7 separate regions of the Mus musculus genome follow, and all the other regions are linked to region 2. A link is a contact called in public Hi-C and promoter capture Hi-C data. All regions are on one chromosome and are shown on one strand. The core of a region is the stretch at or near the end of the contact, and the rest is flanking DNA. Distances in the headings are between cores, read along the strand shown.

Region 1 (3,607 bases), core at 1,052-3,551, 4.4 Mb before region 2:
CGCGGTAGCAGAGGCAGGCAGATTTCTGAGTTTGGGGCCAGCCTGGTCTACAAAGTGAGTTCCAGGACAGCCAAGAGTATACAGAGAAACCCTGTCTCAACCCTCCCCACCCTCCAAAAAAAAAGAAACCAAAATCTAAAATTGTCACTATATCTTGGGACAGTGATTATGCTTCTGCTAGTGCTCATCCAGCTAAAATTAGGCTGACAATCCAGTAGTCTAATGTCCCTAGTGACCCTGAGGTATTCAGTACCTCTGGTTGGATGATGGAACCCTTTTTCCATTTAGTATGCTCTGGCCAAAAGACATGATGATTCACACAGGTCTTTGTAGAAAAATTGGGTTGGCAGGATGGGTCAGTGGGTGAAAGGACTTCCTAGGCGTGACTGACAACTTGAGCTCCTATCTGTAAGCCAAGAGAGAACCAACACCCAAAAGCTGCCTGAACTCTGTCTGCCTTCTCTCTCTCTCTCTCTCTCTCTCTCTCTCTCTCTCTCTCTCTCTCTCTGTCTCAAACAAATAGTTTTCCTATTTAAAAAGGTAGGAAAATCAAGAATGCTTCACTTGTTAAGTAGAGAAAATAAAGCTTTAAAATCCTAGAGAAATAAATGAAATTTGACCCATCTTAAGGAAACATTATTTTATAGGCAGAATATACTTGATAGGGTAAATGTTGTACCTCCAAATAATACTTTAAAATTATTCATAATGCTGAAGATTTTTAAAAATTCTCTCCTTAGACCGCTCTATTGGCCGTGCTACCTACTTCCTCCATGTGTGATGTGTGAGCCACAGCCCAGGCCATACCACCATTCTGCCATGGTCTGAGAATTTACCCCACAGACGTCTTCGCCAACGGATTTTTCAAAATAAAGTTCCACTCCTTAAAACATGTATGCTCGTAACGGTTCCAATAAACGCTGCATTTAAGCCAGTAGTAAAAATGATAAGGGATAAGACTAGAGTCTAAAGAAAAAAGGGTAGATTTTTTTTTTTCTTTTCTTTAACTGGATGCCTAAGGCTGAAGTGTCAAAGTTAAATCAGTAACATTTGAAGTGAAGTCAAGGAAACAATGACAGGACTTGGAAATAACCCTGAACGAGACCTTCGCTTCAGGGAAGCGGCTCGGGGATATCTTTTTGAAGGGCTGTTATGTAACAGAGCTCCTTTACAAATGAGAGGTGGCCTGAAGCTGTAAGAGGAGAGCCCTATGGCAAAGCCACCGGGTCCACAGCCGTCTCGGCTTAATTAGGGCAAAATGTAGTGCCGCGATCTTCGGAGAGTTAGCCAGCAGCTCGCCAGGGACAGGAGCTATTCTAGAAAGACTTTTCTTTTCAGCCTGCTTTCTCAAATTGGGTGAGGTCAGGGCGCCCATTCCTCGTGTAGTCGTGGAGGTGTCTACGCCTCGCACCGCGCACTCCCAGTGCTTCACTCCATCGGCAAGCACTGTAAATCTAGGGATAGCAGCCGAGCTCCTTCATCTAACCCAGCCTTGGACAGAACCCTCTCCTCAGACTGTTCAATGGGCCGTGCGCCTCCTTCCTCCATAGGTGAGGCCATACCACCACTCAGGAATTCTGCCACGGTCTGAGAATTTACCCCACTGACGCTTTCGCCAACGGATTGTTTTAAATAAAGTTTCAGTCCTTAAAGAAAAAAAAAAAAAAAAAAAGTGTGTGTGTTGGAGGGGCTGCCCGACCGAATCCTCACACCAATGAATGAAGAGGCAAGGAAGGAAGCCGGAAAGGCTTAACGGTGATTGGCTATCGTAGATGCTTTTCAGGACTGTACCAGGCCAACTCGGAGGAGGCTGGTGAACTAAGAAAGGGCATCTGCTTGTTTTTGAGCACTTCCGGTACATACGTAGAATTTTTTTTGCTTAAAAGTTTTTCTTGACTACACTACAAATGGGAAAGCGGACAAAATAAGAGAAAGATCTCGCCAGACCAGTTCCTCGTCCCCAAACCGGCGCAGTTCGCCATGTCCCCTCTCCCGACCATCCAGCCAGACACGACGGCCAGGCGCGCGCGCTCCCGTGTCACTACGTGTTTGCGGCGCCGTGCCCCTGCAGCCAATCAGAAGGCGAGGTCGCCGCGGTCGCCCGCGGTCGCGCGCACGCTCTAGAGCGCCGTGGGGGCGGGGGTTAGGGGGTGAATGGAAGAGTGAACGGGGGCGGGCTCGGCGGCGCGAGCCGCATGAATGAGAAGAACGTGCCCCGCGAGAGACGTCGCCCGCGCCCGCGCCCGCGCCCGGGAGCCAATGGGAACGTCGTGAGGCTACAGACCGGAGGCTGAGGGCAGCGGCCGCGCGCCGGCCGCACAGAGGCGAGCGTCGGCCGTCGGGAGCGCGCGGCGGCGGGGCGGGCGTGGAGCGTGCGGGGGCCGCGCGCTGCCTCTCAGAGGCCAGACGGCACTGCTGGGAGGCGGCGGCGACAACGACGGCGGTGACAACGACGGCGGCGGTGACGGGCGCCGCGCCGGGGGTGAGTACCGGGGACGCTGGCCCCTGCGGAACCGGAAGTGCTGGGCTAGTGAGGTGGGAGGGGAGAGTGACCTCTAGGGAAGGGGGACCGCGGAGGGGAGGAGGTTAAGGCCCTACCCCTCCTCGGGCTGTACGGGCCCCGAAACGGACGCCCGCAGACTAAGAGAGCCGCGGCCGCCCGCCGGGGCTTGGACCCGGTTGGTGCCCGGCTGCCCAGTTGCGGAGCCGCCGCCCCTTCCTTCCCCGGCCCGCGGTTCTCTCAGCTCCGGCGGGCCCTGCGCGCGGTGGATTCCGTGTTTTCTGGGCCAGGGGTAGTCAGTCCTGCCCCCGGTGATGACTCCCACTGCTCCAGCTGCCGGCCGGGGACTGTACTCCTTTTACCGCTCCGCGGTTCAGGCCCCTCGCCCTACACTCCACTGGTCCTTATTTTGGTTAGAGCTTCGTCCTGTGGTTACCTGTTCTTTCTCCCATCCATCGGCTGCTTCTCCCTACCCCCCACCAGCCAGGTGCTCCATGCTTTTATGCTTTTAGTACTTTGTACTTTATTTTACAAGTAGGGCTTGAATGTATCTGACAGTATTTTATCACTAGCCGTCTATTCCTGGGGAAGTTTAAAGTTCCTTAACCAGTTGGCCAAATGAAACCACTAAAACGAGAAACAAGAAAGTGACTAAAGTTATTAGAAGTAGTCGTAGAATAGATACATGTTACATTGCAGACCATTTTTGTCCTCTTGGGTTTACTTCCTGGTTAATGCCATCTTGTCCAGGATAATCTTAGGTTAGATCTCCATCCTTTTATCCCAGTGTGAGCCTGCTTTGTATCAGACAGATCTGTCCGGTGCTCATGAATGCATACAAATTCATCTAGTGTTTGTAAGAATTCTATCGCCAGGTACTTGGGCACCTACGTCGATCTGTAATAATACTCTTTTTAAACTTCTTCTTGGATCTTTCCTTCATAGCATGTATTCATTCTTCTATATGACATCTCCATTTCTATATATTCAAATTTAGTGTTCTGTGCTATAAGGTTTGGTTATTTTAACAAATAATACATGTGCTGTCCACTGCACTGCTCCAAAGGAACTACTTATATCAAACCTTATGAAAGTCTTCAAACTACA
Region 2 (3,425 bases), core at 102-2,601:
GCCCTTTCTAATACCTCCTCCCTTTCAGCTCCTTCCACGCCTGGAAAGCTTATCAAGTTCCTTTTTTAAATCTAATCTCATTTGTAGAGAATGCCTTCGAGGGAAAAACAAGGAAGCATGAAGCTTTTCCAAGAGGGTTGTACTTTTTTACATAACCGTTTAAGAACATCAGTATAAAAATAGATAACTTAAAAAAGCAGGCCACACAAGTTCTCTAAAGTGTTAGCACCAAGAGAAGATATTTTATAATAATTGCAAATCAATGCAATTTCACTGTAAAGCTCCTGTCTGGAGTAAAAACTAGGAAAACAAAGAGCACCAGGCATTGCTTGAGGGTAAAACCCTAACATTTAACCTTACAGCTAAACTAGTCCTCTTTAATATCTTCAAATGCTTTGGGGGAAAAAAAAAAGATCTAACTTCCCTAACCTCCTCAGTTTCAGCTCTCTTCCCTTAAGTCCGGATATGTTTCTAAGTATTTCTCCTTACCTGGGAACAGGCCTCACCTCACGTCTAACTCCCTTTTTTCACCCGCCTCCCCTAATAGCCCTTTGTAAAATATACTGACAGTAAAACAGAAATACCCAGACTGACAACCATCAGGAAGGAAAACAAATGAAGAACAAATCTCAACAAAGGCGACTTTGGGATAAGGTGTCCCTCGGCTTAGGGTGGGTTCAGGCAAAGCCTGGGAATAACTGAACAGCCTGGGGCCAGTGAGGCTGCAGGTAAACGCAGTGTTAATGAGGGATGCTGCCACCGCTCCAGAGCGGGATCGGGGAGAGGCGAAAGACAGAGGGTACGGGGCTGGCAAGGGTGCGCCTTGAGGTCCCAGGTCGGACCAGGGAGAGAGACCCCGAGTTAGAAAGTGCGAGCAGAAGGGGGCTCGCAGAGGTGGGGTGGAGGGGGCCGTGAAAACCCGGCGCAATGGGGGCACCGAGGCGGTGGGATGGGTCTGGCGTCCTCCCTCCCTGATGCCCCCGCAGTGCGTGGAGCCCGGCCCGCGCCCACCTCGGCGTCCTCAGCTACTGCCCCATCCTCAGGTCGCCGAGCTCCGGACCCGGCAGGACCGGACGCTGCCTGCGAACGCGCGCAGCAGCAATTCTGCCGCTCCCGTCGCGCCGGCGGGGCGGGGCCTGGCGCGGGGCATTGTGGGAAAGGCGTGGGCGAAGGCCGACGGGTGGCCAGCAGGGAGGGACGGGTGGGACCGCCGAGGCTGACGTGGCCTTCTGTGTGGCTGCGGCGGTGGCTGCGGGTCCCGCTCCTAGCCAGAGATAGGGAAGCATCCCGCAGCGCGGCCCACAGGCATCTTGCGGCCGTAGTCAACCGCTGGCGGAAGGAAGGGTGTGAAGCCCGCCTTTTCCGGTCCCGTTGCCAGGGCGACGGGAAAACCCGGGTGGAGAGATCCGGCTCTCTGGAGGTTTGGTTAAAGGGTGGGTATCCTTGAAAGGGCAGATTTGGCAGAAAGTGGAGAACTTGTCTGAATTGACCCCGTTGCCAGGGACCGGACAGAATAATTAAAGTTTTCTAGAAATAAAATTGTTTACAACTTTTATGTATCAACAAATATGAAGCGTTCTACAGGATTTCTGGATTTGTGAATCTGCCTTCTGATCCTCTCCTTTACTGGATTTGTTACAGAAACTGCAGTGTTTGAGTCATGACACTTTGACCGTTGAAGTAGACACATTAAAGTCCCTGAAAGAGGAAGTGATGGAAGCTGGTGGTAGTGATTTGAAATAAGTAGAAATTGATAGTGAGTCTTTGGGTAGTTAACCAGATGTCAGTTAATAATTTTATGGCTGTAGGACCTGTTGCTAAACCAACATATTGTAGGAAAGAAGCGGAAGTATAACGAACAAAGGCAGAAATATCAGAAAGAGCCTGAAGTAGCAGCTGTTAACCTGTACCAGGAACTGGCCGAAGTACACACGCGTTAACTCAGCCCTAAAATATTCTCGGGAGATACAGCTGATTATCATACACATGTCAAAATGGAAAATAAATGGGTAACTAAAAATTGAGGAAAATAAGATTAACACTTAAACAACCTAGTTCATTATGCCACGGTGATCCAAAACTCCTTAGAAAAAAATCTAAAAGCAAAACAGAGAACTGAAGAATCAAGTGGAAACTAATAGGTTTTTGTTACCATAGTGAATACATTTCAACTTATATTTTTAGATGGTAAGGAAGCTTCTTAAAGCTTTATTGTAAAGGACTGGAGTTGCATCTTACATAGTTTGCAACTCCTGAAGGGAGGATTCAAAGGAGATGCTTAGGAAAGGAAAAGCAGAGAAAACACAGACACACAGGCAGCATGCCACAAGTAATTTAAAGCAGTGTGTAAAACATTTTCTCTTCTCTGGGATATGTACTGGTGGGTAACAAGAGCAAAGACTTTCTGCTCCTAATAAATTGGATGATAGAGGGACACATTAGCCTGTTAGTTATTCAAATATATCTGTAATTAGGAAGGAAAAAATATGAAACACAGATCACAGTAAGACCAAAAGGTAGAAACGACCATCCAACAGCTTTCAGCTCATTTTAAGAGGTTTTATGGCTCAGTGGTTAAGATTACTGGCTGCTCTTCCAGAAGACAGAGTTCAATTCCCAACACCCACATGGCAGCCCACAACTATCTGTAACAGCAGTTCCAGAGGCTCTGGCACTCTTGCACAGACATGTAGGCAGAACACCAATGTGCATAAAAATAAACAAATCTTTAAAAATAAACTTAAAAGTCCTCCCCCTTTTCAATGGGAAGCTGAAGAAGAGTTTTAAGTGATGAAATGTTTTATGTAAGGATGACTTTGCTTAATTTGAAATGATCTTAAAGTTACAAGGAATTAAATGTTGTAGTACAAAAAAATTGTTTTTCTCAAAAGTTTGGGAGTAAGTTGACTTCTCCCATGACCCCCCCCACCCCCCAAAACTAGTGTGTGTTTTTTTCACAGATGGGATGCTTTCTTTTAAAAGTACAACCTTCGAATATGGGAAGTTTCTGTGAACACATTATCAGTGTCTAGTCCACAAATGTCAGATTCCGGTTTTTCCAATTATCAGTAAGACTTCCCAGTATGAGGATCTAGTAAGGAGCTATTTTTCTTTTTTTCTGTTTAGCACAATCGTGTTTTAGACTTCCTTAATGAGAAATGTTTATCCAGTTTTCCCAGATTTCAAGGTCTTAAACTTGTATAGAATTCAGGCCAGTTGTGTTATAGATACTATAGATAGATCCTATTTTTATGTGACTGAGGATTCTTCATGATTTGATTTAGTTGTGTTCATTTGACAGACATGTAACAAATGGCATTGTATTCTCACTGTCTTATCTGATGGTCTCAAATTTTTGTTTCTCCCATTGTTGGTAGTGGTAAATAACTTGAATAGGAGGATTTTTGTGATTTTTTTCCATGTAA
Region 3 (3,352 bases), core at 19-2,518, 4.7 Mb before region 2:
ATACCCTGACGGCTCAATCGAAGCCTCCCATCATTCTGCCCAAAATACAGACCCAAAATCAGAACAGGGTAGTGTGTAGTGGATCCTTTCTACCCCTTACCCATGGGATGCAGGATGGCCAGAGTATCAATTGAAAAGCGGTCGTGGTGAAATCAAGTTAAAAGACACAACAGACATTAAGTCTAGACTGCAAGCTTGGCTCTGGCATCAGAAACCCTGTAAGGGCCCCAGTTTCCTGGTTTTCTAATACAACTCAACAAACTCAACATCTTGCAACTCTTTGAGACTTTGCTCACGTTTTCGCTTGGGGGACACACTGATACACTGTTTCCAAAAAAGTAGTCAGAGTTAAGCTTTTCGTTCATAGATTCGAACTCTTTCCCCCTCTCTGCCTTTCTTTTGCCCAAGCCATTCTCACCATGGACCCTTTCACCTCCTGGAAGATGTCGTTGAACTCCAATGTCTCTGCCATGTTCACCTGCCCGTGGTGGCCTGAGCACACAGCCCTAGGCTGCACCAGAGAAAACGAACCCTTCTCTGGATGCTGTGCCCCAATTCCTGGTTAGTTGTGTAGATGTCCAGCAGGGTGGGAATCTGAATTCGGGAAGGAGACTGATAAGCAAGAAACAACGCCACCTTACTCCGCTCAGCCATGTACCTGGTATGTCTCAAGTTCTTTGCTGCCTGGGGATCTTACTGACCCGTTCTGCAGGGCTCCTGAGGCCAAGGCCCAGGACCCTAGGTGCAGAACCAGGCCTATAGTGGCGCTTACACCCCAACCCGACACCCTCTCGGTACGTTCCACGGACAGGCACGGCAACAATCGGCGGAACCTGAGACCCGCTCAGAGAGCGCACCTCAACTCCGCTCAGAGGGTAGTGTCCTGATCGCAGAGACCCCACCACCCCGGGGCCCCGCGTGAATCTACGTTTCTCCCCCTTCTTTTAAAATGGATTCGCCCATTGCCCGCGAATTTGAACGCGGATCGATCCATTCCGATCGTCCCGCGGGGGAGCGGGGCCCATGCACACCAGGGGCCCAGGGATCGCGACCACCCACCTCTAAGAGCTGCAGCCTCGCGACGGCACAGTGAGGGCGGTGGGCGCAGGGGGACGCAGGGGAGGGGGTAGGGATGCGGGGGAAGGGATGCCGGGGAAGCTTTTCCCGCGTGCGCAGCCCCGCGTCCCGCCACCGGAAGTCGCGCACGGACCATAGAGAGGAAGACTTGGCTAGAACGGCATCATCCGGGCCGACCAACGGGTACATTCGCCTAGAGCGTCGGCACTCCCCCTGGTCGGCTAAAGCGAGAGGCTTGCTATGGAATCCCACGCGGCTGAATTCTTGACTAGAAAACGGGAACACTCTTTAGAAAGTTACAAGCTGCTCTTCAAAGACTAGATTCCGAAGGGAAATTATGCGGTTTTATTAGGTGTTCAGGTTTGTATGTTTGTTGGAATCATGCACGCCCCTCCCTCCTGTGAAATAATCTGGGAAGGAGTCTGTTGAACAAGAAAAATACAGAGGTGTAGCCCCACTAGCTGCAAAGGAGATGCGGGTGTCGGCGATTGTGCTTGCTTTCCAGCTGTACCCTGGCAAGTAGATCAGATCCTTTCTGCAGTGAGTTCACCTACCCCCAACACTATCCTGTCCATATCCCTAATTTGTGGGTTCTCAGGAAGAGCCTAGCAGATGGCTGCATTAAATTCAAGTGGTGGTGTCGGATTTACCTTTGAGCTAGAACTTACTTGAAATCACATCAGCCTACGTTGGCAGAAGCCCGGATGGCCTCACATAGCACCGGAGTGCATCTTGCAAAATCTGAAGCCAGGTCTGACAGAGATGCTTGAGTTTATCTCATTTTACAGATGAGAAAAATGAGACCACAAAAGATTTGCGACTGGGTGTCAGTCCATTACCATCAAAACTGGAACCTAGAACACAGACTCTTTAACATCAGCCTTTTATAATCATGAGGGTTCAGGGTTTAGAGTGATTGCTAGCATATGTCCTACACAAAGACAGGATAAGCCCACAGTTTCCCTGAAATATCACTGCACTGACTTGCTAACTCAGTCCTGGGATATGATATAGATAAAAATGTGTTTTGTCATTCGGTGCTTGTGGCTTTAACCACTATCATTGCTAGCACTATTTAGCTAAGTCAAACTGGGCTTAAGACATAATGAAAACCTATTAATGCAGCACGTTTCTAGGATCTGACAAAACTGTTGAAGATCGTTAAAATAGCCCAGCCTCTTAGGAGCACATACCCTAACAAAAGATTTTAATAACTTCGGGGTTTAAAAAGAGAGGGAGTTCAGTAATTTCTGTGCAACTTGAAGAGTTGCAACCAACTAGAGTTAGAAATAAGCGACTTTCCGCTTTGTAGTATTACAAATCTGTAATCACAACACTCAAAGACTGGGGCAGGAGGATTGTGAATTTGAAACATGGCAACATAACAAGTTAGACAACATAATGAGATGCTGGAGGGCAGAGAGGAGGAGATGGTAAGAAATGCGTGTCTTCCTCCCAGGAGACACAGAACTGTCAAGAACCCTTTCTCCCTATTTGTGCTATTAGATAGAAATCGACAGACACTCAAGAGTGGAGTTCTTGGCTCAGGCAGATGAGCTAACTCAAGAGTGGGCAGTTACAAGGGGCTTTGGAGAATACAAAGCAGCTGGTGAGCTGGGATAGAGATGCCGCGTAAGAGAACAGAATAGAAACAGTAGACAGAGTGCAGATGAAACATAAGTCCCAGAGGGCCCTAGCCAGCTGCATCTCAGGCAATCTGGAGCCCGGGATTGGAGACCCCACCCCTGCTGTGACATCACAGGGGAGTGGAGTGAAGATGAATAAAAAGGTGGTCCACCGCCCTGGCCCTGGACTGTTGGCTTCTAGAGTGTCAAGAGGAGAGACGAGGCACTGGACTACAGTTGCCTGGCTTATAGGAACTGGCTCTTTTCCTCAAGCCCCATTAAGCAGCCCACTCCAGTTCTTGATCTCTGTCTCCCAGTCCTGAGGTCTTTTCTCTCCTTGGGCTGCATCCACAGCCTTTCTGGGTGGCTGTGAGCACTTTCTCAGTATGAACTGTATATCAGACTTCTTCACCTACGAGACTACCAAGTCGGTGGTTGTGAAAAGCTGGACCATTGGGATCATCAACCGAGCCGTTCAGCTGCTGATTATCTCCTACTTTGTGGGGTGAGTCCATGGTCCTTCGGATGGTGGGACAGAAGGGCTACCTGATGTCCTTCCCTCCCTCTCCCAAGGCTGCTCTGCAGCTCCTAGACCCTCTTCTCTGGGAAACACTTTGATTTGTGGGAGCCATGTCCTCAGGATTGGCCTC
Region 4 (3,809 bases), core at 343-2,842, 3.7 Mb after region 2:
GTTTTGGCTTATTTTCAAGGAAATTTTGTGAATCCATTAAATTAAATTCTAGAAACAAACCTATACTGTCTGGCCATAGGTGGTTGATATATTTTGAGTGTCTCTGTGGTTGTTACAATACGATATTCATTAACACATAAGTGTAATAGCATTATTGGATTGTAACCCGTGTATATTATACAGAAATAAAAGCGAGAATAGGCTTAACCTAAGCCCCAGTAGAATTCAATTTGGTTCAATTCCGGATATTTTTTCCTTGCTTCCAAGTGTTTGGGCTCTCATACAACCAAAACAAATTTCCATCACAGAACCAAATACTTTTGTACATCAACCTAAAACTTCCATTAAAAAACAAACAAACAAACAAACAAACAAGCAAACAAAAAAACCTTTTAGGAGTCTCTCAGTAAGAATATTTCTAGAATTCAATTCTAGAGCATTAAGTAAACACAGGAGCCATTGTGCAAATAGTTCACAAATTCTAAGACGCTCTGAAGCGCTAACACACCCACAACATACTCTGTAGGTGGAGCGTTCCAGGTTAACGTCATCACTCTCCATTGCACAGGTCAACCGGAAGAGCAATCCTGGAAACTGGTCTAAATATCCTTGCTATGCACTCCACCTCCAGCATCTCTTTGGGGATCCCACATGTTCCCAAAGCAGAGGTTCTAAACCTGTGGGTTGCAAGTCCCCTGGGGTTGCATTATAGTAGCAAAACTACAGATATGAAGTAGCAAGAAATAATATTATAGTTGGCGAGGGGGAGAAGGGGTTGTCACCACGACATGAGGAACTGAATTAAAGGGTCACAGCATTAGGAAGAATGAAAACCACTATCCTAAGCAGGTCACAAGAGTCCGCCAGACAGCAGCGGGCCCGCCAGACAGCAGCGGGCCCAGGGATCCAGGGCTCTTAAAGCCACTGGCTGCCCCTTAGCTGACGCTCTCGGGTCTCAAGTTTCGGGGCCAAGATCCACAATTTTCTTAGTAATTTACCATTCGAATTTTTAAATCTTTCTTAAAGTAGTCCAACCCTTAATCTTTTTTCCTTGCTCCTCAAACATGCTAGGCTCGTAGCCTACTACTAGCTTTCTCGCTGAGAAGGAAGCCACCTCCCTTTAAGGACAAAGGACTGAGGCTCTCTGCACCACTAAAGGCGGGAGGGGAAACTCGGGGAACCGAAGCGGGGTGCAGGCAGGAGCCGGGAAGAGCCGGGACATGCAATGGAGGCGGGGCCTAGAAGGGTGAGGGGCGGGGCCGGGCGCTCAGAAGCTTTGGAAGCGGAACGGGGGGTGGGGGGAGGCGCCTGCAGAGGCTGGGAAGAGCCCGGACTGGCAGAGAGGGCGGAGCCAGGTCGCAGGAGGGGCGGGGCCGGGCTCTGAGAAGCTCTGGGAACCCAACTAGAGAGCGGGCGGTAGCTGGGAAGGACAGAAACTTGGCAGAGAGGGCGGAGCCCGAGGAACGGGAAAGGGCTGAGCACTGTGGCAAAGTGGAGCAAGAACATCGAGGGGCTGAGCATGGCAGAGAGGGGCGGGGCAGAGAGGCTGGGCAGAGAGGGGGTGTGGCCGGCTCTTCCGCGCCGAGGCCCCGCCTCTCCTTCCTTCTCCTCCTGTCCCTTAGCTGGAGGGAGGCAGGCAGCGATTCGAGGGGCGTCCAAGCGGCAGCGCGGGCACGCTCCTCTCGGGAACTGGCCGACGTGGAGAGGGAGGACCCAGATCCACACTTCTCTTGATTGCTGTGGCCAGCCGTCCCTTCTCGCCATGTCCCATAGCAGGCATCGTGCCGAGGCCCCGCCGCTGCAGCGCGAGGACAGCGGGACCTTCAGGTCAGCGCCGGGCCGTCGAGGCCTCAAGGCCCAAGACGGGTGGGCAGCGGGGCAGGGGCAGGGAGCCGGCTGTCGGGCAGCATTCTGGGTAAAGCTCCCCCCTCTCCCGGCGTGGCGCTGGGCCCGCCCTCCGGGCCCTGGGGGTCTGCTGCGCGCCCCGCCCCTCTAGTGACCCTAGGCAGCTAGCCGATCGGGAGGACTTGATCAGTGTTGAGGCGCAGACCCGGGTGTCTAGCTGCCTAGTCCAAGCCCACCCGATTTCTTTCAGCATCCCTCCCACCGCTCTCAAGTTCTCTGTACAGACCTCTCCACTCTCCTCCATGGGCTGCAGCACCCGGGGACAGGTGCTCGCCCAGGCCTTGCCACTGATCCTGGCCGCTGGGGAGCTGCAGAACCTTTTTGTCACCATTTGTGACTGTCAAAACTGAGAAGTGGATGCTTTTGCTTCCCTTTCAGCTTTGACGTGCAATGCCTACGTTTTTTTCTGGTTTTTGCAGTTTGGGCAAGATGATAACAGCTAAGCCTGGGAAAACACCGATTCAGGTATTGCACGAGTACGGCATGAAGACCAAGAACATTCCAGTTTATGAATGTGAAAGATCCGATGTGCAAGTACACGTGCCCACTTTCACCTTCAGAGTAACCGTTGGTGACATAACTTGCACAGGTCTGTATGCAGTTAATTCCCCATGACCATGTGGATTGGAGGCCCTGATTCTATGTTGCTTTTCAGTAAGGAAAAGCGCCCTTTTAATTAAGATGGCTGTGGGAGTGTACTCTGAAGACAAGAGACTCCAGGATCAACTTCATTTGTTTCGCTCCCTAGTTCTGTCTCGCTAAGATGTAAGGAAGCTCAGACACTCCCAGCATCCTGCACACTTTCCAGTACCTGGGGAGCCGGCTAAAGTTCCTCTTAAGAATTAAAAACTGGAAATATTCTTGGAGCTCCGATAGCCAAGTCCGTGGGTGCTATCGCCTTTCAAAGTTACAAAGTTACCAGCGCAGAGGCTAGTAGCCACGCCGTCAGAATTTTCCGAGTTTCCCTTTTTATGGACACATCTGGAACTTCGGATTCTTGGTACCTACCACGCTTGAGTGTGTGTCCATGAAAAATCAGGGAAACATAGAAGACTCCCATACTGTATTCCTTCAAGCTGCAGCGCACAGTAGCTTCTAGTTCTAAATACTATATAAGTATTTTGTATAAAATTGTTTCCTCTTTTTATTCATGAAGTGGCAACTTTAAAAACCTTTTCATAAGCTACATGCCCAAGGTCACACACCAATGAAGTTTTAAAGTTCAGATTAATGCCTTCTTTTAGTCTAAGCCTGAGAAAATGGTTACCAGAGTTGCCATTTGTAAACGTGGACATTATTTTCCTACATACCTATTTAGCTGAAAGCATAAAAATTGTTAAATAGTTTAATTTGTAAATATACAAAGAAAAATTAGAAAAAGCTAAAGTTCCACTGTCTGCTAGTCTGAGCATATCATATATTCAAATATGGGGACCTGAGGTTGCCTATATTTATTGGAGCAACTTCAAAAAAAACCTGAAGCTTTTTAAATGTTTGTGTGTGGGGTAGATTGGTTGTAAGTATGCACTGGAAGTTTCCTTATGGAAATACACACGGTTAGAGTTGCGTTGCTACTTTAGCTGGTCATTTTTCAAATATTTGGGAGAAATGTTCAAGAAGAAAAGCCATTTTCCATTTTAGTGCATTTGGGTTAGAGATGAGCAACCTATTTCAACTGCTCTACCTTAGATCCCTCTCATACAGCCCTGTCTTCCTGTCGTAACTTCTCAGCCTTCCCCGCTTCAACTACTATCTAAAGACTATAATTCTGGAGGCAGGTGAATTTCTGAGTTCAAGGCAGTTCTGGTCTACAGAGTGAGTTCCAGGACAGCCAGGGCTATACAGAGAAACCCTGTCTTGAAAAACAAAACAAAACAAAAAACAAACAAACAAAAAGACTGTAA
Region 5 (3,661 bases), core at 946-3,445, 4.1 Mb before region 2:
GCATGTATTCATATTTTTTTCATGTTCATAACGTGGTAACTTTTAATGACCTTATTATTGGGAAGTATGTTTACTTTTCTTTCTATGAAAGACACATGTATGATACTAACAAGAATTATCCAGACTCTTCATGCACCACAGCCATAAACCTACATACACAACCAATAATTTATACTAAACACTACAGGTTGTATTAAATTTCCCATTTACAACAGCACCATGTATATCTATTATACAGGAGAATGATTGCCGGCTTGTGATCTTTCAGGCATCATCTAAAAGAACGAACCCCTTTACTTACTAAGACTCTGCTGTGTTTGAACAAATCCAATGAGTGAATCAAAAACATGTTAATGCTTTAATACTTACTGGAAATGTATGTAGCTTTGTATACACCAGTCTGTGTCTCAGAGGTCAGATATTCTTAGAAATGGATACAGGAGCATATATGATGATCATTTAGAAGTTAAAATCTAGTATTTGTTTTGCCTGAACTTTAAGCTGTAAACATCATACTTAAAAGTTCTGTCAGTATTGTCCCAGTGAGTATAAACATCTGCAAGGGGACATGATTACTCTCTACTGCTTTCCTCCTGAGCCCCTGTGCAACATGCGACTCCACATCAGAACTCTGTGGTTTCACCCAAGAATGTGTTTTACTGTTTTTCTGATTAATGAGTTATTATTTTAGGAGGCAGTAGTGATTTATAATGCTGACTTTTCACCCCATGAGCTGAAGGAAACAGCACAGGAAAATATAATTCAACAGTTCCCTATAGAAAGCAAAACTAAAGTGTCCACAAAGTAACTTCCCAGTTTATCGCCGTCTCTTAAAACTACATTGTGTAGTTCAGCTTCTTACACAGACTTTCCATTTTCAGTGATGGAGATGGTCAATTATGTCCCATATTTCTAAACGGATGCATCCTATTCTATATCCATATACAGAATTAAAGATTCTGCAATAAATCTCCTCCATGGATCAAGATAGGAAACATTTAAAAATGGCGGTGTCTTTCAGGAACACGATATCCAGAGATTCTGCACCCTGTGTCTTTAGTGCGGTTCCTCATCTGCTAGGACTTTGAGCTCCTCATCTGCTACTTGGTTGTAGTAGCTTCGCTATTCGTCTGTTCCTCCAAGGTGAAGCAGCAAGATTGTAGTAGCTAGTTAGAACTTGCCATTTTCTAAATGTTATAAAATATGTTGATTCAAAGTTTAAACAGACAAATTATATTATTTTATCCATCCTTTCCAGTTTATACGTGAGACATTTGATGCAAAGATCATGTGACTTTTAGTGCTGTCTGGCTTCAGGAGTTATGATTATTGCCAAATCTCATAATTTATCATATTATATAAAACTAACAAGTATATTTCAGGTTTATAGGCTTTTTTTCCTGATCATACGCAATGATTTCTTACTTTATGATATAATTATGTTTAGAGGGAAAACTTTTTTTTAAATTGAAGTTCATTTATTGTATGAAATTATTTCATAGTATCATGTTAAACTAAAGCCACCTTTCCTTGAAGGTTATTTTGAGGTACAACTAGTATAATGTTTAGATTATATAAAATGATATAATTATGTCAGATATTTAAAAGTATGTACAATGATTTCATACTCTATACACAGTCTGGCTTTACAGGACATACAACTCAGGAACTCCTAGAAAGGACAGCCCGAAGCCTGTTCATCTTCTCATGCAAAACTGGTTGTGGAGTTGCATCAGATATTAGTGCTCAAAATTGAGTCCGAATTAGTAATTCTGATGCTCAAAATTCCATGCACATTTAAGAAAAAAAGATGTGACTGATAAATTGTTCCTGGTTGTTCTGTGAACCTTAATTCGACACACACCCACACTCCTAACTCCTTTGATTCTTTTACACCAAGATCGCCTTCAAATCCCAGGCAGCAAGTTCTAACAGAACTCAGTCTAGGTGAAAGGCAGCCAGCTTTTGCTGGTAACAATGTGTTCATACAGCAAAGGATCTCTGTCTGTTCAGGCTGCTTCTTGCTCTTGTCAGAGTGAGAAGGGAGTTGCTGCTCCTTTCCTGGGGTAAGCTATTTGAGAAAGAAAGTAACCTAACACTAAGTGCAGGCGGGGCGGGGTGATGTAACAGGAAGCTGTGATGTTTCCCTTCTGCTGCTGATCGCTTACAATCTGACAACACTCCCCATCTACTCAGAACAAGCCCTCTCTTCGCAGCGTGCACTTCTGCCTTAGGACCGGCGGGCTCTGTTGCCTGGACCTCACGCTGCCTGCAGGACCACATTGCAAAGCTTTCCACACCTCGCCTCCGGGAAACTCTTGTGCAGTATCTCAGAAAATCAAACTCCCTCCTGAGACTATTCCCACAGAATTTCCTTAGGAGCTGTGCCAGGTAAGTGTATTATTCAAAATAAACGTATGTATTCTCAGCACTATTCTTAAGTATTATGACAATGTTTCTAACAAGAATTTAGTAAGTGGCATTGAAATAATGTTGAAACCGCTTCATTTAGTCTACAAAGGGATACTAGAGAGTCTTACTCCAGAATGCATACAAAATGTACTACTAGTGCATAAGAGTATTTACAGTGATACTTTAGAAAATAAATTTACCAATTATTAACGATGTGAGCGGGCTATAAGGCAAGTTTCTGAACAAATACCTTAATCAGGAAACAATGCCTTTTTAAAGTTAGTTGTACTACCAGCTCAAGTCCTGACAGCTGGAAAACATTTGCACCCCAGGAAGGGTCTTTAAATTTTCCACATAATCAGTATTCTAAGGAAGGGATGGCAGAAGACTATGGGGTTCCAGAGTCTTCCTGTGTGGCTGAACACAAAGTTGGATTAAGAAGAAAAGCCACCGGCTTGGACTTCTGTTTGCTTTCCGCTTCTTTTGACATTTACACCTCTAACTAGGGAACCAATGGAATTTTCATTGTTCTTTGTTGCTAGATTTGTGTAAATACCCCATTTTTGGTTTTCCTTTGTTTTTGTTGTTGTTTGTATTGGGTTTTTTTCTTTTGGGGGGGGTGTTCATGAATTGTCTCCACTGTATTAAGATCATGGGTGTCTTACAAATAAGGTAAGGGGAAAACAAAAACAAGACAAAACAAACAAACAAACAAACAAAAAACCCAACCAACAACCAACCAACCATAAACCCCACAACTGCCCAGGGTTAAGAAAATGTAGTGATTTCTACATTACTTCATGGTTTTTAAACTCTTAAGCTTAGAGTTGTGTTACTTCAATTATACTGGAAACTTGTGGGGGAAGAGTGTGAAAGGAGTCTCCATAAATACATAAACAGAGGCACGATAAGCAAGTGGATTAGCTCATTAAGCAGAGGAATTAAATTAGATTTTCAGCTATGATGCTGAGATGAAGCAGCTGCAGGTCTCTCTTGCCACAGTACAGACTGTCCTGAGAATCTAAGGAGCTAGTGCCTACTTAACAAGTGGCTGTCAGAGCGGCATCACAGGTTATTGCTAAGGAATGGGAGATATCAGTTTTGGATTAAAATTGTGCTTATTAGCATAATTTATTAAATTCTACGTTTTCTTACTTAAGTGAAATATAAGCTGCAAGATGCCTTTCAATGCTAGCATTCTGAGCTCAATTTCTAGTAGTCTGGCAAATAAACAAAATATTACAAACTC
Region 6 (3,873 bases), core at 501-3,000, 4.5 Mb before region 2:
ACTGATAATGGGGGCCTGGAAAGTGGTTAAGAGAACTGACTGCTCTTGCAGAGGACCTAGGTTAGGTTCCCAGCACCCACACGGTAGCCCACAACTATCTTTGACTCCAGTTCCTGGAGATATGATGCCCTCTACTGGCCTCTGCGGGCATGCAAGCAAAACATCCATACACAGAAAACAAGTAAACAAACAAATAAATAAATTTAAAGTGATAATATATATAAAATGCTTTGCAAATGCCTAACACAGAGTTAAAGTATAATTTAGGCCGAGTGTGCACACCTTTAATCCCAGCACCCAAGAGAATGAGACAGGTGGATCTCTGAGAGTGAGGCCAGCCTGGTCTATACAGATTAAGCTGACAACCAAGGCAACACAGAGAAGCCCCATCGTGAAAAACAAGAACAAAACAACATCCACTCCATCCCCCCCAAAAAGGAAGAAAAACATTAATAAATATTAGCAACTAAATACTATTCATTACTAAATGGCTGTTCAGAAGGCTTAGGCGGCAAAGGCACTTGCTGCCAAACCAGAAGATTTGAGTTCAATCCAAGATGAGATCCTATTAAGCTGCCCTCTGACCTCCACATGTGTGGCGCTATGGCATGCATGTTGGCATTCATAAACAAACACAAAATACATAAACTACATAAACAAGGGTAAATGGGCTATCTAAGGAGAAAGAAAGATGGAAACGAGGAGAGAAGAGAAGAGAAGAGAAGAGAAGAGAAGAGAAGAGAAGAGAAGAGAAGAGAAGAGAAGAGAAGAGAAGAGAAGAGAAAGTGCTTATATGTTCTTGATACTCAGCAGAGCCTGGGCAGGAGATTCTCCATCATACACCCCTTTTATTCCCTCCAAATAGCCAACCAAGTCCTTCCAGTGACCTGTATTTACTTCAGCGAAGCACGCGGTGAGGGTGGGGCGGGATTAGGAGGGCGGGACTTGGCTCCACTACCTTATCGAAAGCATTCGTTACAAGTGCTTCACTCTGTCGGGCTAGGGGTGACTAGGGCGAGTTTTCCTAGACAAGGTGAAGCCGAGTGCTTCTCTTTACCTGTTGTACATGTCAGCCATCATCTCCACCTCCAGCTCCGCAGCCAGCTGCTGGGCTCTGAGCGGATCCATGTCAACTTAGCACCGTGGAGAGAATAGCCTCCTGGTCTTTAGTCCTAGGAGCGGACATGATCAGTCAGCATCGATCCCTCCCGGTTCACCCTAGTACCACCCCCCCGGGGGGGCTGGAGGGCGCGAGGAATTACAGTGTTTCAGACCAGCGGGGACCAATACCCCGCTCAGTAAACGTAATCAGCCCTCTTAACAGAAGTGGAGATGAGGCCCTTAAAGAGGACAGTGTCCAGCTCAAGGTCACTCGCGATGTCATGGGGCTCGGGGATGGAAACCGAGCCCTCTTAGTACCTCGAGATCACTCCTAGAGCCAGAGGATTGACAGTTGGGACGGAACACACAAAACCGTGGGTCTGAACCCATGCAGCCCCGAGAATGTGACCCTAACCACAGCCTAGGTTCCCGGGGTGGGTCTAAAGGCTGAGCCTCTGTCACGGCAATGGCATAATCAGGAATCAGGGTTACCCTGGGTATCAGACACCACGGCCCACTCACCACGGCCTGGGGCAGGTCACAGCTCCCGCAACGTCCCCAACTTCGGGTCAATAGTAAAAAGTTACCGGGTACCAAGGCAGGCGAAATAAGAAGCACGTGGGTCACTTCCGGAAGGAAGTCTAGCCTCTTCTTTGATCCGGAAGAAAACGCCGACCAGGCTGCGCTGGGAAACCGGCTACCATAGAGAAACCGACCTTAATTTGCTAGAGTGGACTCCAAAGTACCATAGAATGCTGAGTGAGTGGCAGAGCGCCGGCAGCCTTGTTAGCATTCCATCCCTCCGGTTGTCCGGGAGACGCCTGAGCGTTTGCAGTGTGGAAGAAGCTTGGCTCCCTGAACCCACCATGGAGAGCCCACGCCAGAGCGCAGACGGATCTTATGTGAAGAAAGGAGAACGTTTCCCAAAGGAGCCTGTCAATTTTGCATGTTAAAACACCTGGAGCACTTTAAAAAAAAAAAAAAAAAAAAAAAAAAAACACCTCAGCGCCCAGACGTTACCTCATACCCCTGAAATCAGAATCCCGGGGAGCAGTGTGCAACATTAACTAGTGGAGTTGCAGAGAAGATACACGATCGCTGCTCGCAGAAAAAAAGAAACATGTATAGAGATTGTCTTTATTTGCTTTTGAGGCAGGGTCCCATGGAACCTAGGCTGCTCTCTAATTTGCGGTGTAGCCGAAGATGACCTAGAACTTACGAACCTGCCTCCACCTCACTAGTGCTTCGGCTACAGATAAGCGCCATTATGCCTGACTTTTGCAATGTTGGGATGAAAACAGGACCACATGCTTAGGCAAGCACTCTATCAACTGCCCCAGTGCTGCAACATGTTTTACTGCACTTCTTTATTATAGCCCTACACATGCACAATAAATAAAGTAAGTAAATAAATAAATGTAATAATAAAAAGCATTGGGTTTATCCCTTTAAAATTTTATTAGGGCAAATTCACAACACAGAACACAGTCTAATGAACGTCATTGAATCTATCCCCAAGATTTAATAATTCTTACTATTTAGTCACATTTTCTTGATCTATTATCTTTAGCAGATGAAGTCTTTTTCCCAAAGTGCTATTTTCACATTCTCAGCTAATAGTGATGTTTTTTTCATCTCTCTTCCACAGTGCTGAAGGTTGAATCCAGGGTCTCATGCAAACCCTCCACAACTGAACTACACAGGTCATTTGATATACTATTTTTAAATTTAAATTTATTTATAAGAACATGTGTCCTTGGGCTGGAGAGATGGCTCAGTGGCTAAGAGTACTGACTGCTGTTCCAGAGGTCTTGAGTTCAATTCCCAGCAACCACAAGGTGACTCACAACCATCTGTAATGGAATCCAGTGCCTCTTCTGGTGTGTCAGAGCTACAGTGTACTCATAGATACAGAAAATAAATATATTGAAGAAGGAGGAGGAGGAGCCCATGGTAGGATCAAAGGAGGTCAAAGGACAACTGATTCTCGCAGCAACCAGAGTGATGTAAAAAACAAACAAACAAACAAACAAACAAAAAAAAACCCTACAACTGGATCATGTCACTCACCCCCTAGATGCTGCAGTAGTTTCTCATCATGGAGAAAGCCAAAGTCTTCTCAATAGCTTATAAGACCCTGCACTGCTTCTCTCCATGATGTGATCCATCCCCTGAGAAGAGCAAACTATAGGACAAATGGCTTACCTTGGCTTTTGGTTCACTCTATTCCACTGCGTCAAGGAAGGCATTGTGGCAGGAATGGGAGGCAACTGGTCATAGCATGTCCATAGCCAAGACACACAGAAGAATGCTAGTACTCAGCTCACTTTGGCCTCTTTATTCAGTCAGCTAGCCCAGTCCATGGCACATTGCTAGATACATATAGGGTGGGACTTCCTACCTCTGTTAACCCAATATAGAATTATCTCATGGACTTGCCTAGAGGTTTATCTTCTAAGTGGTTCTAGATCCTGTAATTAGATAATCAATGTGAGCCAGGACAAATTCCACATGATTCACCAACCCTATTTTCTTACTTTTACTTCCAACTACTCTCCTGCTGCAGTGCTTTGCCGGGCCATGCTGATACCCTCTCTATCAAATGCATCAAGCATACTCCCTTCTTCCTAGTTACTGTTCTCTGCCGGGGATGCAGGTGCTCCTCGCTGGCACAAGTTTACATCCCAAACTTGAGGTCTTTGTTCCTATATCACTTGCCGTATCTACAAGTATATTCTCCTCCCTACAAAACAAGCAAAAATAAAGACAAAG
Region 7 (3,748 bases), core at 1,081-3,580, 3.9 Mb after region 2:
CACCTATAGCTGTGTAGTCTTAATGAAAATACTCAGCGTTTGCACTTCATTTTCTCAACCTAGATCTTATGATGAACTCTCATTACAATCGTCCAGCTGTTAGTGACTGTTAATAACAATGTTGAGGGCGGAGCTATGATGATAACACAAAAGTACCTTGAACTTCTCCCGCAGGTCTTCTTCTGTATAGGACTTTGGTATCATAACAAAGATTCTCGTGAGTTCTTCATCTTCAACATCCCTGTGACTTCCTGATGATCGGGACTGGGCAATGAAAACCTAAGAAACATATAAAGCCTTCAGAATAACGCTGTGTATTCCTTAAGCATATTACTTTATAACCCTGGCTACAGTTTAACTCTGTCTGTAGGCCAGGCAGGCCTTCAGGTAATATGGAACACCTTATTCACAAGGACCCATGAGGGGTGCTCTGTGTGTGTGTGTGTTTCCTTTAAGGAGGGCAGTGTGTATCACTGAAGTGTGAGAAAACCATGGAAAACGGAACACTGCAGGAGGCAGAAACTCAAAAGACACCGAATATAAAAACCACGACACTGTGTACTTTTGTGGAAGAGAACACTGGGTCCAGGAGAAGGAGAGCTTACCTTTGCTCAGGAGACAGCTTGCTATAGAGGCAAAGGACCCTACTTACAAGACAGAGTTAGAGGCATATCCCTAGGTGGTCTATTTTAGTTATTTCTTCAGTAATACCCACCATATGTCAAGCACTGCCAACGGTATTAGAAGAAATGGGCAACTCTAAGTTAATTTAATCAACACACCGGTAATGAAATAGCCAAAGAAACATACAAGAGAAACTCGAAAGAAAACACAAATAGTAGATAAAAGGGGAACCTTGGATAAATAAGAGCGGGGATACCATCAGATCACAAATTTCTAAATTTTCGAGCCTAAAGAGCTTATAAAGTCCCCTGATTAATGACTGTATCTATATAGCGCACATGAATGACCTAGCACACACCTTGTTCTCAAAAATTTTAACCCCGTTCCTCCCTTGCTCTCCCCCCGCCCCCATTTATTTCCCCTTCTCTACGTGCTCATGGCTGGCCTCTTCTTTCTTCTTCCTTTTCTTTCTCTCTTCTTCTTCTTCCTCCTGCTCCTTCTTCTTTCCCTCCCCCTCCTCCTCTCCCTCTGCCTTTCTCTGCCCCTACTACCCTCTAACTCCCCTCCCCATGCCCAGGTGCAGCATAGAAGAGGGGCTGGAGACACTCTAGCCCACAGTCCATGAACACTCGTAAATGGTATTCTTACAAAACCCAAACCAGAATTCCCCCACACCTTGCACCGTTTTCTAGGTTTGCCCCTTTCCAGTATAGCATAGCTTGTCACAAAATACTTTTACTTTGATAATTTTCTGTTTATAGGCATGGTGCTGTAATTTTTTTTTTACTTAAGAGATCCTTCAAGCTTTGTAAAAGTAAAATACACGAGGAAAAAAAACCCTAAAACTAAATTTTCTAGTCGCGAAGGTAATTACAGTGTTCGAGAGAGGAAGCTCAGAAAAGTTTTCACAATAGACAGGAAGACGGGGACAGGAGGTTGACTGACTTACGAGGTCAGCCACAGTTGTGCTATCCTTGGATGTGGCTACCCAATCTGTTCCCAGGGTAAGAGGCTCCTTTGGCCAGAGGCCGGGGATCCGCTCCTCCAAGCCATCCTCGGCACACTCACGGTGCGTGCAGAATCCAACCCCTCTCCTACCAGATGCACAGCATCCCCGGCGCAGCAAAGGGGCGGGAGAGACCCCAACCCATACCGCCGTCACCCTCGCGAGCACCCTCAACCCCGGGCACCCATATCCCAAACACCCCAACCTGGGCATCTCTACCTCACACACCCTAAACCAGGCACCTCAGCCCCGCACCTTGATGGGCTTGGTGTCGCTGGGACCCAGGCACTGTCCGTGCATCTCCTCCATTGCCCGGCAGGCCTGTGAGCTGCGCGCGAACTTGACGAAGGCCACGCCCTTGGACTCCTTAGTGTGCTTGTCGCGCACCACCCAGATGTCCTGGATGTCTCCGAAGGGCGAGAAGCGCTCCCTCAGCACCAATTCGGATGTGTGCTTGCTGATCACTAGAAAAATGCGGCTGTTGGGCGGCTCATCCAGGCTGTCTACGCCCGGGCGGAATCCTCCGCTGCCTCCCAAGCCGCCGGCGTCGTCCATGGCGCCCCACGCGGGACCCAGGCGCAGCCCCCCTGCAGGCCCTGTTCACCCGGCAGGTTCTCGGCCGCTTCCCGGCCGCTTCCCGGCAGCTCCCCGTCTCGCCCCACGCCGGTAAGCAGCTCCGCTTCCGGAAGAGCCGAGAGCCGGAAAGCAGGTGCGTCCCGCAGTGAGGTCTGCGGGCTTCCGGGAACATTCTGCAGCGCCCCCTGGTGCCACGGTGGACTCAGCAATCTCAAATCTTCAGTCCCAGGGAAAACCAAGAATGGGTTTATGCAAACCACTTTGCCCTGTGGCTAAAAAGATCCACCTGCCTGATTCTTAAGCCTTCCCAAAGCTGGCTTCTACTAAGCCTGTAATCAGATTGCTACATTTGAGGCCTCCTGGGCTACATAGTAAATTTGAGGTCAGCAAAAGCACCACACCAAAAATATACAAAAAGCAGGCAGGCTTCACTCAAAATGGTCCATAGAGACAGGTACAAAGGACCATTGCGTTGGGGTCTTGCAGTAAGGGGGAGAGACTGGACTTGGTTCCAGTAAGATAAATGGAGGACAGTACAATATGAGTTAGTATAAGGACAATTACTGAAGATCGCGGGGTAAGAGAGACTCTCAGTAGATCTGCTTCCCAGAACTTAGGCTGTAGATAAGTGATAAGTTGATAAGTAATAAAACATTAACAGCCGGGCAGTGGTGGCGCACGCCTTTAATCCCAGCACTTGGGATGCAGCAGCAGGTGGATTTCTGAGTTTGAGGCCAGCCTGGTCTACAAAGTGAGTTCCAGGACAGCCAGGGCTATACAGAGAACCCCTGTTTCGAAAAACCAAAAAAAAAAAAAAAAAAAAAAAAAAAGACATTAACAGCAGTCAGACATCAAGGATAAGAATTATGGCGAAACTGACTTATCAGGATTTGTCCTCCAATTAGATTCCCCTAGAACAGAAAGCTGGAAGTTGGATCTAGTCAAGCAGAAGACCTGGGGGGAGTTTGTCTGAAATTTTGGTGAAAACACAGTCTTCATCACCGTTTTGGCGTGGCCTTGTTAGGATGGGTGTGGCCTAGTTAGAGTGGGTGTGGCCTTGTAGGAAGTGTGAGGTTGAGCTTTGGGAGTTTCAGTAGCAGTGCCTTCTTTCCCTCTTGTCTTTGGACCTGGAGGTAGAACTTCCAGCGGCTTCTCCAGCACTATTATCTCTGCCTGCTGCTATCCTTCCCGCCATGATGACGGTGGACTCAACCTCTGAAAGTGTAAGCCAGCCCCAGTGAAATGCTTTCCTTTATAAGAGTTACCGTGGTCATGGTGTCTCTTCGCAGCAATAGAATACTAAGAGTTAAAACCATAGAGTCTGATGGCTGAAAGGAGCCTTTTACAACCATGGAATCCTTATCCCTATTTTTAGAGATGAGGAAATCTGAGGCTCAAAGTTAAGATGCACAGGTAACAGAACCAGGCCCAGAGGCAGCTGTGTGTGTGATCTACGCAGCTACCGCAGCCCATCCAAGATGCACGAGCAGGGAGAGTGATGGATGCACATCTGAGAACTACGAGAAATTAGAGGGCCCAAGC

Evidence for each region. Promoter capture Hi-C pulls out the DNA fragments that hold promoters and counts their contacts. A called contact is a pair of places that touch in the nucleus more often than the background predicts.
Region 1: a promoter capture Hi-C map of pre-B cells shows a contact between it and region 2, with 2.4 times the contacts expected there. The contact joins the promoter of Zdhhc5 here to the promoter of Dnajc10 in region 2. A contact is called at or near these places in 2 of 39 promoter capture datasets (cranial neural crest and pre-B cells) and 1 of 484 Hi-C or Micro-C datasets (CD4 T cells).
Region 3: a contact with region 2 is called in a promoter capture Hi-C map of liver, with 3 times the contacts expected there. The contact joins the promoter of Ssrp1 here to the promoter of Dnajc10 in region 2. A contact is called at or near these places in 2 of 39 promoter capture datasets (liver and pre-B cells) and 3 of 484 Hi-C or Micro-C datasets (CD4 T cells and CD8 T cells).
Region 4: a contact with region 2 is called in a promoter capture Hi-C map of pre-B cells. The contact joins the promoter of Prkra here to the promoter of Dnajc10 in region 2. A contact is called at or near these places in 2 of 39 promoter capture datasets (liver and pre-B cells).
Region 5: a promoter capture Hi-C map of pre-B cells shows a contact between it and region 2. The contact joins the promoter of Calcrl here to the promoter of Dnajc10 in region 2. A contact is called at or near these places in 1 of 39 promoter capture datasets (pre-B cells) and 1 of 484 Hi-C or Micro-C datasets (B cells).
Region 6: a Hi-C map of CD4 T cells shows a contact between it and region 2, with 3 times the contacts expected there. The contact joins the promoter of Timm10 here to the promoter of Dnajc10 in region 2.
Region 7: a promoter capture Hi-C map of pre-B cells shows a contact between it and region 2. The contact joins the promoter of Rbm45 here to the promoter of Dnajc10 in region 2. A contact is called at or near these places in 2 of 39 promoter capture datasets (liver and pre-B cells) and 1 of 484 Hi-C or Micro-C datasets (CD4 T cells).

What each region holds. Positions count from the first base shown.
Region 1 is chr2:84,713,858-84,717,464 of GRCm38.p6, reverse strand. It overlaps Zdhhc5 (zinc finger, DHHC domain containing 5), which reads left to right and starts at 2,301. Exons shown (of 12, transcript NM_144887.4): 1 at 2,301-2,482.
Region 2 is chr2:80,313,392-80,316,816 of GRCm38.p6, reverse strand. Dnajc10 (DnaJ heat shock protein family (Hsp40) member C10) reads right to left here and starts at 1,351. Exons shown (of 23, transcript NM_024181.2): 1 at 1,012-1,351.
Region 3 is chr2:85,035,036-85,038,387 of GRCm38.p6, reverse strand. It overlaps Ssrp1 (structure specific recognition protein 1), which reads right to left and starts at 1,268. Exons shown (of 17, transcript NM_182990.4): 1 at 1,060-1,268; 2 at 419-594; 3 at 1-35. The coding sequence starts at 472. P2rx3 (purinergic receptor P2X, ligand-gated ion channel, 3) reads left to right here and starts at 2,554. Exons shown (of 12, transcript NM_145526.2): 1 at 2,554-3,207. The coding sequence starts at 3,089.
Region 4 is chr2:76,645,810-76,649,618 of GRCm38.p6, reverse strand. Prkra (protein kinase, interferon inducible double stranded RNA dependent activator) reads left to right here and starts at 1,592. Exons shown (of 8, transcript NM_011871.3): 1 at 1,592-1,827; 2 at 2,325-2,494. The coding sequence starts at 1,763.
Region 5 is chr2:84,423,800-84,427,460 of GRCm38.p6, reverse strand. Calcrl (calcitonin receptor-like) reads left to right here and starts at 2,195. Exons shown (of 16, transcript NM_018782.2): 1 at 2,195-2,391.
Region 6 is chr2:84,824,898-84,828,770 of GRCm38.p6, reverse strand. Timm10 (translocase of inner mitochondrial membrane 10) reads right to left here and starts at 1,750. Exons shown (of 3, transcript NM_013899.2): 1 at 1,624-1,750; 2 at 1,058-1,172. The coding sequence starts at 1,128. It also overlaps a transcript of Smtnl1 not described here.
Region 7 is chr2:76,368,566-76,372,313 of GRCm38.p6, reverse strand. It overlaps Rbm45 (RNA binding motif protein 45), which reads right to left and starts at 2,330. Exons shown (of 10, transcript NM_153405.2): 1 at 1,886-2,330; 2 at 157-279. The coding sequence starts at 2,185.